Linked DNA regions of Mus musculus: all the other regions are linked to region 3. A link is a contact called in public Hi-C and HiChIP or PLAC-seq data. All regions are on one chromosome and are shown on one strand. Each heading gives the region's core, a stretch centred on a gene start, on an enhancer-like site or on the middle of the called end of the contact. The rest is flanking DNA. Distances are from core to core; before and after follow the strand shown.

Region 1 (3,294 bases), core at 375-2,874, 1.0 Mb after region 3:
AATACTCTTCAAACTATTCCACAAACTAGAAACAGAAGGAACACTTCCCAATTCATTCTATGAAGCCACAGAACTGTTTCTGTCTAATCAGGAACCTGTCACAATTTCCTTACATAGAGGACTTCATAAGAGAATTTTTTTCTACTTCTATTGTGTTTAATGTTTCTAATAGACCTTAAAAACTGTTTGAGTGCGTGTTACTTTTAGCTTCAGAAGATATCATGTATATTTAAGAGGCATTTAACTATTATAAATTATTTTGATGATTTAAAAATGTAAATACTGAATTGTATATTTTAAAATAAATTTTATTAGTTTAATTAATGAAGACAGTTAAAAATAAATAAATATTTAAAAATGTGAAAGAGATACCAAATTGACAAATCCAAAACATAAAAATAAAATAAAATAAAATGTGTGGTCATGTTTTGATATAATTAAAAAAGGCATGCTGTTCTATTTAGTGAAGCTTTAAAACAAGGCAGCTGTGACTTAGCAATGGAAATAAGGATTGCTTCCTAGTTATTGCTGCCCTTGTGACACAGAAAGCTTTGTGGAGCTGAAAGACAGTGTCTGGGTGGAGGGAATGCCCCTCTCTCATGTTTAACAGGCCTATACATGAATTAGTGGAACATCTGCTCTTCTACATACAAGGCTGGACCATGCTCACTTGGGTTCAAATCTGCTAGGCTTCCCTTAAGAGTTATTATCAGGTGGGCATGGAGGCACGGGCATAATAATATTCCAGCAGTAGCTTGAGGAAAGCAGATGGGATTCCGAGATACAGTCTGACCTCAGCAAACAAAACTGCGTTTATTCGACAGAAGCAAGGGGCATCAATTTTCCCACAGAAAGGGAAATTGTATGAAGAGAGGGAATGAACTCCTGTGGGGTCTTAAAGGAATGGGTAGGGTGCTTAAGTTTAAAAGAAGTTGTTTCTTAACTATGGAAATGAAAGCTAGAGTAGTTTAGTACCAAAAGGCAAAAACTAACTGGCACTGCCATGCAAAATCACTGCTAAATCTCTTTTAAGATCTGTAAACTCCAGGTGATTGAATCTCTTAATGGCATGAATTTCAATTTCACCGTCTATAAAATTGAGAAGGATGTACAGTTGTCTAGACACACTGAGGGTCAGTGGCGACACTATGAAGGGACCCTGTTGTGCTCAATGTCAACTGTGCAACCAATGTTAGGAGCAGCATTCCTTGCACTATGTATGCTATACTACTGTAATGATTCTGACCACATGAAGCCTGAGTAGAAAGATCAGACTTCAGAAATTGGAATTATCATTCCGACATTAAGATAGAAGGCAGAAAGAGAAGATGATGAAACCACAGGAATCTCGTCCACTTTGGTTCAGGAAGGCCAACTGCTGTCCCACATCATGTAGTTAGTGCCACAAACCTCCTCTTGAGCCCTGCTCCTTTATTTTAGCTCCTTTTCTAACAGTCTCCCGCTGGGGTCCTGCGATGATGCCCTCCAAAGAGCCCTAAGGTCCCTTCTCCCTCCCTTATCCCCGTCCCCACCACCACCGTGCAGCGTCTCGTCCCTCTCGGTGGCGACCTCCGCCGCCCGCGGTCCCCGCAGTTGTCCGCGGCGCGCCACGGCGCACGCTCAGGGGCGGAGCAGGCGCGTCAAACTCGGCGGCGGCGGCGGTGGCGGCGGTGGCGCGGGCGGCGGCGGGACTCGCTGGTCGCAGCTGCCTCTGCGCCCGCCACCTGCGCCGCCGTCACCTCGGCGGAGGGCTGAGGGGCGCGTGCGGTAAGGCCTGGCGGCGAGCTCCCTGCGGCGCGGGCTTCGGGTCTGCGCACTGCGGCGGGGCCGAGCTGGGGCCCGAGGCGGGCTCGGTGCAAGACGCAGTGTCCGATGCCCGCGGGGGCCGGGGCCGGGGTTTGGGGACCAGAGGCGCCGAGGGCCCTGGGGTGCTGTGGGGAGGCTCACCTGGCCCTGCAGCGGCCGGCCGTTCTGGAAAGCCACAGAGCCTTGCGGACAAGGGTCGCGCGGGAGCCCGGCTGTAGCAGCTAGCATCGCTCCAGGAGGATAAGGGGCTGTGAGCCAAGTGGGGACAGACCTATTGCAGTACTGGGACTCTCATCCCAGAGTGGTAGAGGTGGCTGCGGGTGAAGGACCTAGTGACATGCCCTTTGGGCCTGCTTTGGGGGTGTATAGGATAAATATGGGGTGAACCTGAGAAGAGGGGGCGGGTAAATACAGGACACTGGTGCTCCAGATAACAGAGTGGGATGGGAATTGGGCGTTTAGGTCTCAGTTTGCAGAAAACAATTTTATGATCTGAAAACAAAGCACACAGAAGAGGGTTTTTTTGTTGTTGATGTTTTGTTTTGTTTTTTGTTGTTGTTTGTTTTTAGCTATTCTGCTGTTAGTAAATGCTTGAGGGTTTGCTGTATTGTTTATTGTACTTTGGCAAGGATATTCTCTTCTGGGCATAGGCAGTGATGTTAATTTGTAGGTAGGAACATTATCTGAAGCACACTTCCAGTTTTGTTTCTTTACTATTACTCAGAACTATCTTTTGAAGATGACTGGTACAAGAGTTCCCACACGAATGGGAAAACTAACAAGTCAACTTACTGCATGGCATTTTTAGGGTACAAAGTAGCATGCAAATTTAATGATATTTTACAAGCAGTGAGTTTAGAGTGTTTCATGCCAGTCTTCCTTTACCTTTCTGTTTGTTGCTTTCCTTTGAATTAAGTCCGTTAGTGATTTTTTTTTGAAAAAAAAAAAAAAGCATAGAAATCCATACAACCTACATTTTAAAATTTGACATCAAGTGTTCTAGCTAGAGTGAACCATTTTAACAGTGGGTTAAGTATCCTTACAGGTATGAACCTATTTTGAAATACTCTCCAACTTAATGCCAAATTTTAATTTCATATAATCCCAGATTTGGAAATTGTACAATCTCCAATTGTCTGTTACTAGAACCTGGTTTTCTCTATATCTTTACTTGAACTGAGTCTCACCATGACTATAAATAGGCTTTCCTGCTATATAAAGGACACTCAAACGTTCAGTGATGTAGGATTTGAGATACGATTGCCCGTTGGGTAGCCATCATGAGAAGCTCCTTAAAGGGAAGTCACAGGCTTATCACATGCTCCCTAAGTGTGAATACCTTCTTGTTTTCTCTCCTAGATTGAGCTGCTGAAACTTCCGTTTTCAAGATGAAGTTTTCGTTGGCAATCTCCTTTTTTATTTTAATGTCCTTGTTGTTTGAAGACGCTTGTGCTAAAGAAAAGTCTTCCAAGAAAGGGAAGGGGAAAA
Region 2 (3,599 bases), core at 230-2,729, 1.2 Mb after region 3:
CTTCACATGTATTAAATGTTTGTGTTTTATCCTTGCTAGGTTATTACCATTGGAAAGCATGTTAAAGGGTACCATTATATCATTGCAAATCTGGTAGGTCAATTAATTGACATTATTTTTATCTATTAATTTTTGTTACGATATATTTATTGATATTTCATGTGTATGGGTGTTTGGTCTGCATGATTATTTGTGCACTATCTGCATAAAGTACCTATGATTGTAGATGAGGGCCTATGGTCCATTAGAACTGAAGTGACCTATCTGGAGCCATCCTGTCATAACTTAATCCCAAACCTGGAACTTAAATATAGAGCCACCTTCCCAGTCCCTCTACCTACTCTTTTTTGTTGTTGTTGCTTTTTAAATATTTACTTGGTATAATCATCATTCGGAAGGAATATTTTAAAAAAATATAGTCTGATTTTATTTTATTGGTAAGAAAGGAGATGTTTTATTTGATTGCTTTAGGTTTATTTTCCAATCTACATCTTTAAATTAGTTCCAGTTATTACATGTGATATAAGAATCTTCATAACCATATTTATTCAAAAATTTTCTTGATAATTTTCCACTAATGGAAACTTTTCAAAAATATGAAGTTTAACTCTTTAGTTATCTATTTTTATGCCACTGTGTTCTATATACTTCTCGCATACATATTTGAGTTTTTAATATAAATAATATATGAAACTGATGCACATTTATGAAGAAATTAATTCTACAAACATACTTTATGTCAATAAAATTATCAATTATATATTATAACAATGTAATAGTAATGTTTTGAAAATATTTTACTTCTGATTTTCTACATATTATATAAGTAACACAATGAAATGAAAACTGAGGTGTTGATCATGTTCCTATCAATATTCTTGTCCATGCAGTACATATTGAAAAAGCAGATTGGTTAATTATATTTCTTTGTTGTTTTTCTTTTATAATTATATCCAATCAATTTAGATTGTTGAACATTTATTTTTATTTCCAAATGGGCTTTAAAGTGGGAGTCAAACAGGCTTTGGCTTTCCTCATGGGCTTTGAATAGCTATGACCCTGTTTGTCGGAAATTATGTCCACACAACTTGATCAAAACGTGGTGAGACCAGGAAAAGAGGCAGCAAATGAATGTTTATTCTTGATTGTGTTATGGGACTTCACACAAGCTTTGTGTTTATTCAAATGCAGGCTTCTTTTTATGGTTCATAGTGTATCAGTTTATCTCCCAGAAAACATTTTTAGTATGACAGAAAAATGTAAAAACAGAACAAACACTTCAATAAATAGTGTTTTCGCTGAGAGTTAGTATCAGTGAGTACCCTGAGTGACAGGGCTACAAGCTCCTATAGCAATCCTCTGGGATTTTCCTTTTAGTGTGTACCTAGGAGGTTAGAAAAGACTCTGTGTAGACACAAGGGTTAACAGGAGACGAGGCTCTGCAATGAGTTTTGCCCAGCTCGGTTCCAAGCCTGAAACAGCCTGTACACTCAGTCCCTGTGTGAATTGTGCCATTTGATAGAAGAGCACAGTGCCACAGTGAAAGCTGCGATCTTTAAAAATGTCCAGATGGAGAAGATTATATTGGAACATTGAGAAATAATGACAGAAGGTGTCTCATCAATTTGAGAGTTGCTATGTAATGCCATGAAAAAGGAAAGCACTGTTGTCTAAGGGAGCAAGTCCATGCTTTGGTCATGATTCTATTTAGAAATCTACCTAAATTATCTTGGATGCTGAATTAGGGTCTGTTTTCTCTTCCCTGAATGCCTGATTTCCTCTACTCACAAGCTTCGGGTAGTTGTGAAGGAGTTCTGACTCTACTGGAATGTCTGAGAATTTGACCCTTCATGATGTTGAAGTCTGAAAACTGCCTCTTGATGTTAAAGGGTTTTTATCCTCCAAGTTCTCAATAGGAAATTAACACTTTCCTGTGGCCAGTGCCTTATGTATGCTAGAAGGGGTGGTTGTAAAAGATTCTTTAAACTCCTCACATACTGATAAGCTATTTTAAGAGATGCTAAAGGGTGGACTTCTTTCTTTAGATGCTGGCTCTAATTAAGTTCTCTTTGTAGCCTTTGAAAGGTTAAGTGATCCATAATATGATGAGGGTCATAAGACCCTGTGCTCATGTTTATCCTCTCTGCTCTTCTCATGGATTTAACTTGTTAATAACCATTTAGAGTATGTAGGCTTCACAATTGGTAAGAATCACTTGGTTTTCAGTCTGGTGAATACATCTCCCTAAATGATAGGATGGTTTTAATTTGGTGAGATATTGCATCTGACTTGTCTAGCTCTCTTTGTGTCTCTGTCTCCCCTCTGTCTTCTAATTCTCCTCCTCCTCTTCTTTCTCATCCACTCTCTTTCTCCTTTCTCCTCCTGTTTCACATATATATGAAAAATGCATTATTCTCTTCCAAAGTTCGTGAGGGCAGATAGCATTCTAAACCCAGAAATTGATTGTTTTGTCACTGCCCAAGGATTATAACAGAATGGCTTCTATCATCTCTGGGAAACTGTTCAAAATGTGCCAAAAAGTAAAGAAAGAAAATGTTGGATAAATGCAGATCCTTATTTAGGCCAGCATCAAACCTATCAAGGACTTCAGTTGAAGCTGTTCGTTGTATAATCAGAGTAAGGTGACAGTATGAATAAAATTAAATGAAACCCAAAGAAAGAGATAATGAGACCAAAACTGCCAGCAAGATAGGAAGTTAGAGGCTTTATCTCAGTGCACTAAACAGATGAGGCATGAGGCGGGGCAGGGACAGGAGACATGTGTCAAGCACCAAGCACTGGAAGCACACAGGTGGCTCCTGCTCTTGCTGTGTACACTCTTCCTCAGTCCGGAGAGGCAGACCTTGGCTCCATGTGCACATTACTGAGAATTTGATGAGAGCAGCAACCTGTGAGGCCTCAATAGAACCAAGATGGGGAGAAAACAGCAAGAATGGGGTCCAGTTGATATTTGGGTAAATCTGATTCTCTGTTGCTCTGTGTCACATAAACTGCCCTGTTCTGTTCCCAAGTGCATGAAGGCAGAGGGGGCATTCTGAACGCAGAAACAGATATTCTTGTCACTGTCCTAGGATTAAGATGGAGTGGCTTCTACTTGCTCTGGGAAATTCTGTTCAAAAAGTTATGGATATGAGTTATTATTTAGAACTAAGAAAGGCCTATAGATCAAAGCAACATATAAAATTATCAAATGGATTCCTGGACACCTAGACATATCAAGAAGATCCTTCATGCAGAATTCTGAGCCCTGCCTTTAGTCTCCCATCGTGCTATTCCCAGAGTGTGACCACACACACACATTTGCACAGAAGACTGGAGGTTTTTAGAAAGCACACCATGAAGAGCCGAAGCTAACTAAAGGGGCCGTGATTGTTCCTCCCTCCTTGGAGGCTTCCAGCTAAGCATCTGGATGTGCCGCACTTGCACAGCAGAGATCCAGAATCCGTTTAGCACCGCTTATGTAGAAACAAAATTGTGGGCTAACAAGAAGCTTTCTTTGCCAAGGTAAAAAAAAAAAAAGTAATAATTCTTGTTTTAAATATTAACTACAAATAAAAGATTAATGCTTAATTCAGGAT
Region 3 (3,299 bases), core at 344-2,843:
CTATACTCAGAAGTATTGGTTTTGAGACTATGAAGCTACAGCATGTTCTATTCAGTATCTCCAGCCTTAGAGGTCAATAGCAGCAGATGTTTAATGGATAACTTCTATGATGAATGAGATATAATTGTTGAATAGGATCATCTTTTCCTCTGAAGTGATATTTCCTAATGTTAAAGATAATTGTATACTCAAGTGTCAGGTTAGAGACCCCACACTTACAGGATCTAAATGAAATTAATGTATGATTTCCCACAAAGAACAAGCAGCACAAGCTGTGGAGATATTAATTTGCCATAATGAACTGAGTTACTGCTTGTTACCATTTGTAATCTTTGATCAGCAAGACTCCATAGCATACACCAAGAAAATAGTAAAAAAATAAAAATAAAAATAAAAAAAAATAAAATAAAATCAACAGATTTATAGAGATTTGCAATTTTTTCTACTTTTCTGTCTTTAATGGGTTCAATCATAATGCAACAAGATTTTGTTTGTATTAAATTGAAGCAATAAGTAATGCTAATCTATCAAAGTAACTAACAAAAAATGTCTCTTTTCTTCTGACAGCGACTTTGGAGGTATTGAACGCTGGGATAGCTCATGGAAAGAGATGGTGGCTCAGATTCTTAGTTCACTGGTGATTAAACATTCCCAAAAGAGACTGACAGATACAGAGAAAGCACATTTAAACCATTTATGGAGAACAGAGAGGCCTTATCATTTAGAGGGCCAAAAGAGAGACCGTGTAACACAGCTCTTCGTGGTATTTCATGTCTACAAAAAAAATCCCCGTGCTTTCTAGATTCTGTGTGGAGGGCCTGCTTGTCTGCTGTGGCTCTTCACGGTAGAGATGAGGTCAACTTGTCTCAGAGGCGATTGAGGTTAGAGGATATGATGGAGAATATGAAGTCGCTAGCTGCCTACATGCCAGGGAAGGGCTTAGTCATCAGGGAGAGGCAGCTGATCCCAGGCGACAGAAGCACTGTTACATGTCTCACAGCCAGCTGCAATTCAGCCAAGAGACAGAGCTTGGGGATTAATAGGACCCAAGAACTATCAGCTAAGATGGACTGGACCTCAGGCAGCCTGAATGAACTTGACACGCTTTATATGATTCTTCCCCAGCTTCCCATGGGTGGCCTTGAACTCACGACAAGCACTGTTCATCAAGCATCAGAAAGAAGAGATGACAGCAGGAAGAGTAGAACACACTTCCTTAATCCTTCAAAAGTGAGCTTTTGAAGAAAGCCAGCTCCATGGTTGACGTTCCTTCCGATATGACATGTACCGTGGAAGGAAAATAAAACCACATACAGACAAATATCTGTACCTTTGACATTTATTCAACTCTAAAGTTTAAGGGGATTTTTCTTCTCATTCTATGTACTACAATGGTATAATCAAACATGGGTGAGGATTTTTCCCTTACTGTGTGTATTGTAGGTGTCTGTATCTGAGAACTAACAATAGCTTCCAGCCACATATTAAAAAAACACCATGAATCATTGTGGCCAGACATCCTCAGAACCAGACCAGGAAAATAACAGTCCTGTGCCTGGGGCCTGTCTGAGGAGGGGAGGAAGGAGTTCTTAGTCTTCAGGGAGGGCATCCCTGAGTCATACCAACCCCAACAGAGATTGCAGCATTAAGGTCTTTGCTAAACAGCAGCCAGGGTAAATATGGAGAGTATAAACCTTGGAAAGGATGGAGAGTCAATAGGGAAACCTAGCATTCTGAGCCACACTGGAATTCCCATTCACCAACACAGCTGCTTGCCTGCCTGCCTGCCGCCGGCTTTCTACACAAGGCAGATGCAGGCCATAGAAGATGAGGAACTGACAAGCAATCCTGGTCATGTGGGTGTAGCAAGAGTGAATACCTTTTCCTAGCACAGTGGAACTCTCCAAAGGTAGCTTTAAGGTGCCCTGCCACGGAACCCCAGGGCATGGTCTCAGGTGAACTATTAAGGGCTAGAGTTGTGGGAGACTGGAGGGTTCAGATGGCGCCATTCCCTGCTATCACTGCAGAGAATTGTGAGGGGAATCTATAGAGCATCTCCTACCTGTGTTCATGCCAGTGACAGCACCGATGTCATTTCACAGCAGGTCTGCCTCGGATAGGGGCATATCAGTGTCTCCCATGGTACAGCAGTGGATTTCTGTTGCCCAAGGACCCCTGGCCCTGTTCCCTGCCTGTCTGCTGGTTATTGTCAGGTAAGAGCATGAGGTTTAAGTGTGTGGAAGGGACAGTGACAGAGATACCTAGGTCTTTCATTACATCATCTCATATGCATATTATGCACAGGCAGGAAGGACAGACTGAATTAGGTCTGAGGCTGCAATTTTATCTCGCACAGGATTGCATTTAAATAACAATAAATATTCATACCTTATGAAAATCCTGCAAGATGACATTCAGTGGTTGGAGGAGAGCATGCAAATGAGTGTGTCTGGAAAATGTGGCTGAAAAATGTAAATTCATTTTATTTTCATAGTAGCAACAAACTACTTATAGTGACTAGTATGGAACTTGATGAAAGCAATATAAGATAATTGCTAAGGAAGGCATAAAGAAACCTTGCTTTTACTAGTAGGTACATATTAGTACATAATTTGTCTCTGCTCTAGATCTAGTCACCATGAATCCTTTTAATAAATAGGACATTCTTCTCTTTATTTACACAGCATGCCATACCGAACGGATGTGAAATAACTTACCCAGAGATGAACAGCTAATAAGTGATGGATGTGGGAAAAACTTAGGTAAATAGCATGTCCAAGCCAGCCCTTATTCTACTGGGACTCCACTGCCACCAATGGAGGTGGCCAGTCAGATAGGCTTCACACTGAGTGTCTGCTTTGTTTATTGTAGCTAAAGGGATATGAAGGCATCCATTCAGCATGGGGATGCTAAACAGACATGTCAAATGTCTATGATCATTCCTTGTCAGTTAGCATCCTGATCCTTTACTTTAAAACTTAGAGAGCTGGTGCAGCCCTGGCTTCCCCGTGGCTCTCCTTTGTTTGTATGATGTGCTTTGGTGCCATGGAGACTGTGTCTGCCGACTGATGTTAGCACGCCATTACAAACATTGCCTGTTCTTGCTTTGCTTTGCCCAAGATGAAGAGTTGTGCTAGGCTTGTGTGGCACCCTGCCATCTGGACCCACTCAGGCTTCCTTTCTTGACACATGTTCACCAAGTGACTCACTTCCTCTTGGTGAGCTTCTGTACAGACTTTCCAGTGGCTCTGTCCATTTCCATTTGGAAGAGTAAATGACAAGAGAAGGAAGAGGGAGAA
Region 4 (3,622 bases), core at 100-2,599, 1.6 Mb after region 3:
TTAGAAAAGAAAAATGACTCCCCTCACCTTGCATCCAAGGACATGACTACAAATCAAGTGGTTTTTGTTTTTTGTCCGAATTCTCCTATATTACAAATGATTTCAATCTTTTGGTAGTTCAAAGCAAGTATTGTGTGAAAGCAACTTCTATAAACATGTTTCTAGTCATGTGTAGACAGGGAGATAAGGAACTGTGAGAGTTGGCTTTTCAAGAAGGTGACAAAATATCTTATATAATCCACTTGAAATAGATGAAATAACTAGTGGTTGCACAGCTCACAGAGCAAGTTAGTTGGCCATATTGCTTTGAGCCTATGGTAGAGCAGGAAGCACGTGACAGAGTAAATCTTCCCTCTACATCATAACCATGGAACAAAGAGAGAAATGGACAAGAGCTTGTATCCACAATCCCCTTCAAAGGAGCACTCCAGTGACCTGACCCTCCTATAATATTCTATCCCCCACTAACACCACAGTCTGGTGACTAAGCCTTTAGCAATTTTGCCTTTGGGATGCCTTCAGATTCCAGTTAGTATTTACTCATTCAAAGAGTCTATGGTTCTGTGCTGGGAACATTCCCAGAGTCTGAGTGTTTCCAGTTGTTCCATAAAATCCGGTGGCTGCTATAGTACATAGACACTTCTCTTACTCCCCAAAAGCAAGGCTCTGAATTCTTAGCAGGTTAGGCTCTGGTTAAGTAGTTTCTCTGAGAGAAAGCCTACCAAAGAAGGAATGGTTACTGATTTTCATGCAAGTAAGAGGGTTTCCTGCCCTCGCCAAGAACACTAGGTGAGACTCCTGTGATTAAGCACACACACACACACACACACACACACACACACTATCAATGGCTGGAACTTCACACTCTCATTCCTCTACACTGAGCCCCTATAAAGTCATCAGTTCCACACATTCACCTGTCTCCTTTTCACTCTCTGCTCTTGGGAGCAAATGTGTGCTCTATAATTTCATTATGCGTATAATTCTATAATAAACTTCTATCCAAAATGCAAAATCTACCTTCCTTCATTGTGTACTATGCAGCACAAAATGCATCGAGTACATATCTGTTTTATTGTTATTTAAGCACTGTTTCTACAGGGCACATTGACAACATTATAATTTCTAATGAATGAGGTGGGCCATCTAGGAGAAGGCACTTTAAATATGGGTGCCTGCCTATACTATCATAAATGCTACAAAAATACTAAGAAAATGTATAAATCATTCCATTTATAAATTTATAAGTGATTCTCTTCTTGCCTATTTTTAATCCTCAGTGCATTCAATAGAGTGCTTTGTACTTTATATATCTTTCTGACTTTAATGTGTCTGAAGCCACACTGTATTCCTGTTTCCATGGCCACATCCTAGCACACAATTTGGTATTCATAAGAAATATATGTTAGAGAGTTGGACCCGAGTTTTCTGAATTTATTTTTCCCCTGGGAGTGAAAGCAGGGATTGAAATGGAACTGTTTTGCACACCCCTCAACTGCACAGCACTGGAAAGCCAAGTGAAGTCAAGGTTTTAGTGAGTGCTGATTACGCACTCCACTGGCTGAGGAGATTGCTTCTGCTTTCTCCCCATGTGTTCTGCGAGTGTGATAGGCAATTCCCCTTCTTCATGCTTCCCTATTGATGATATTTCCAACCTCACTTTGTTTCTCATACCCAAAGGTACATAGAATAGATAAAATAGAGAGCCGTGAGTCATGCTGATAGAATTGTGATAGAAAAATGGAGCATGGGTGAAGAGGAAGGGAGAAAGAAAGGTGAGAACAGAACACACCGGAGCGTGGAGACATGCACGTCTTGACATCAGGCAACTTTGATGCTGCCAGGGAAATAGGGGTCAACTGTGGGATTGGAAAGTGGATCACATTCAAGCTGCGGTGCCAGGAGATAATCAATGGCTGTTAGAAGAGGCTTCAAAGTAACAGAGAGGTTAAGCAATACCATCCTGCCTCACAGTATCCCAGGAGAAGCCTGAGCTTTGGTGGTTCTTGAAGACTGGAGAACTGAGCAGTGAGGGTTCAAATTATGACAGTTATACAGGTGTGAATCTTGTCACTATTAAAGTGGAGAATGTGTACTAGCAAGTTTATTTTTGAAATACTCACTATAATTTTCTAATTTCCTAAAAAGCGCCCTCTAACTTACTTTTGTGTATTGGAGTTTTGCTCTGTCCAGGAAGGGGCTGGGGAGCACAGAAAGCTTAATTGACAGCGCTGTGTTCATTGAAGCCAGAGTTGTTGGCCTTTGATGCGTGAAACCTCTGGCATTTAACCAGTGACCCTGAAACAAGGCCAAAACTCAACCCCAAATGTCAGCACAGAGAAAGGCCAGGTATTTCATGAAAAATTTGCTTATGAATTTTACATGTAAGGATCATGTTTTCTGGTCATTTAAAACGTTCTCCCCTCACCTTTATTTACTGTAACCTTTAATATTTCAAAGATAGTCTAGCCATTTGTTAGTCAAATTCAAGGAAGTCTTATGAATATTGATTCCTGAAATGTTATCATTTTACCAATACAGAAGTATTTTCTAAATGTAAAAATTAATTCTAAAGTACTTAACCTAATACCCAGATAAGCTCTCTGGTCTCTTTATCACATACTCCTTTGAAATCATATTTCAATATTGTTTTAGTAGGAGAATTAGAGAATTATTTTTTGAAGGTCAACACTATCCTTAGGGATTTTGGTTTTTTGTTTTTTGGTTTTTTTCTTATTTGCTTTACATCCCATTCACTGTCCCCTTTCTCGCCACCCCTTTCCAAGATCCTTTCCCCCATTATCTCCCATCCCCTTCTCAGACCAAGTTGGGGCACTCTGGGTATCCTCCCCCTACACTCCCACATCTAGTTTTTGTGAGGCTAAGCACATTCTCTTCCACTTAGTCCAGACAAGGCAGCTTACCTAGAAGAACATATTCCACATACAGGCAACACCCTTTGGAACAGTTCCCACTTCAGTTGTTTCAGACCCACATGAAAACCAGGCTTCATATCTGTCACATATATACAGGAAGTCCTAGGTCCAGTCTGTGTATGTTCATTGGTTGGTGGTCTCTAAGAACCCCAATGGTCCAGGTTAGTTGACTCTGTTTTTCTTCCCATGGAGTTCTTATCCCCTTAGAGGCTGCAATCCGTCCTCCCATTCTTCCATAAGAGTCCCCAAGCACGATCCACTGTGTGACTGTGGCTGTAAAGAGAATCACTAGTCAGGTGCTTTGAGCAATGTTTTGTACTGAAAACAGAAATTTAGATTCTAAAGATTCTCTAAAGCTAACAGACAGAAAAACATGAATAACTTTGCAAATCCTTATTCAATTTTAAAGCAAAAGTTTGCCGTTGAATGCTACTTTAATTAGATTAACTATAATCAATTAACTAGAATTTTGAGGTTTTATTATTACAGAAAAAGAAAGGAAGGGAGGAAGGAAGAAACTGTATGCTACTTCTTTCCCTGACCCTTTCTCTGCCCCTCCTAAAGTATGAAGAAAAAGGGAGTATTGCTAGTTTCCATCAGGTCTCTGGAAGCATTTGGATCTTCAATCTAAATTCTTTCATCTAAATTAAAAAATATCAGTAGCACAAAAAAAGAAACAAAAAGCA

The links. Hi-C and Micro-C count contacts between places; a contact is called where the count stands out from the background. HiChIP or PLAC-seq counts read pairs in DNA pulled down with a chosen protein or histone mark.
Region 1: a contact with region 3 is called in an H3K27ac HiChIP or PLAC-seq map of embryonic fibroblasts, with 12 times the contacts expected there. The contact joins the promoter of Glrb here to the enhancer-like site in region 3. A contact is called at or near these places in 10 of 39 promoter capture datasets (the C10 cell line, cranial neural crest, embryonic stem cells and 6 more), 1 of 484 Hi-C or Micro-C datasets (cerebral cortex), 6 of 115 datasets of contacts at active chromatin or transcription factors (SST interneurons, VIP interneurons, embryonic fibroblasts and 3 more) and 2 of 9 other capture datasets (adipose tissue and macrophages).
Region 2: a contact with region 3 is called in an H3K27ac HiChIP or PLAC-seq map of VIP interneurons, with 6 times the contacts expected there. The contact joins two enhancer-like sites. A contact is called at or near these places in 16 of 39 promoter capture datasets (the 3T3-L1 cell line, 3T3-L1-derived adipocytes, the C10 cell line and 11 more), 3 of 484 Hi-C or Micro-C datasets (bone marrow-derived macrophages, cerebral cortex and neural progenitor cells) and 1 of 115 datasets of contacts at active chromatin or transcription factors (VIP interneurons).
Region 4: a Hi-C map of adipose-derived mesenchymal stem cells shows a contact between it and region 3, with 5 times the contacts expected there. The contact joins two enhancer-like sites. A contact is called at or near these places in 11 of 39 promoter capture datasets (the 3T3-L1 cell line, cranial neural crest, embryonic stem cells and 5 more) and 2 of 484 Hi-C or Micro-C datasets (adipose-derived mesenchymal stem cells and embryonic fibroblasts).

Annotation. Positions count from the first base shown.
Region 1 is chr3:80,911,990-80,915,283 of GRCm38.p6, reverse strand. It overlaps Glrb (glycine receptor, beta subunit), which reads left to right and starts at 1,624. Exons shown (of 10, transcript NM_010298.6): 1 at 1,624-1,767; 2 at 3,166-3,294. The coding sequence starts at 3,195.
Region 2 is chr3:80,723,326-80,726,924 of GRCm38.p6, reverse strand. Gria2 (glutamate receptor, ionotropic, AMPA2 (alpha 2)) reads left to right here. Exons shown (of 16, transcript NM_013540.4): 5 at 40-93. Among named protein-coding and RNA genes, the nearest start is that of Gria2, 78 kb to the left of the region's middle. Within about 2 kb of position 1,479, at least 15 of the 459 cell types and tissues checked have an H3K27ac peak or open chromatin away from gene starts, as enhancers often do. A contact at or near this core is called in VIP interneurons, where this site is marked.
Region 3 is chr3:81,916,030-81,919,328 of GRCm38.p6, reverse strand. It overlaps LOC102640985 (a long non-coding RNA gene), which reads left to right. Exons shown (of 3, transcript XR_375741.2): 2 at 1,126-2,213; 3 at 2,685-2,740. Among named protein-coding and RNA genes, the nearest start is that of Ctso, 15 kb to the left of the region's middle. Within about 2 kb of position 1,593, at least 64 of the 459 cell types and tissues checked have an H3K27ac peak or open chromatin away from gene starts, as enhancers often do. A contact at or near this core is called in VIP interneurons, adipose-derived mesenchymal stem cells, embryonic fibroblasts and 2 more, where this site is marked.
Region 4 is chr3:80,308,793-80,312,414 of GRCm38.p6, reverse strand. No RefSeq gene overlaps it. Among named protein-coding and RNA genes, the nearest start is that of Gm36569, 420 kb to the right of the region's middle. Within about 2 kb of position 1,349, at least 25 of the 459 cell types and tissues checked have an H3K27ac peak or open chromatin away from gene starts, as enhancers often do. A contact at or near this core is called in adipose-derived mesenchymal stem cells and embryonic fibroblasts, where this site is marked.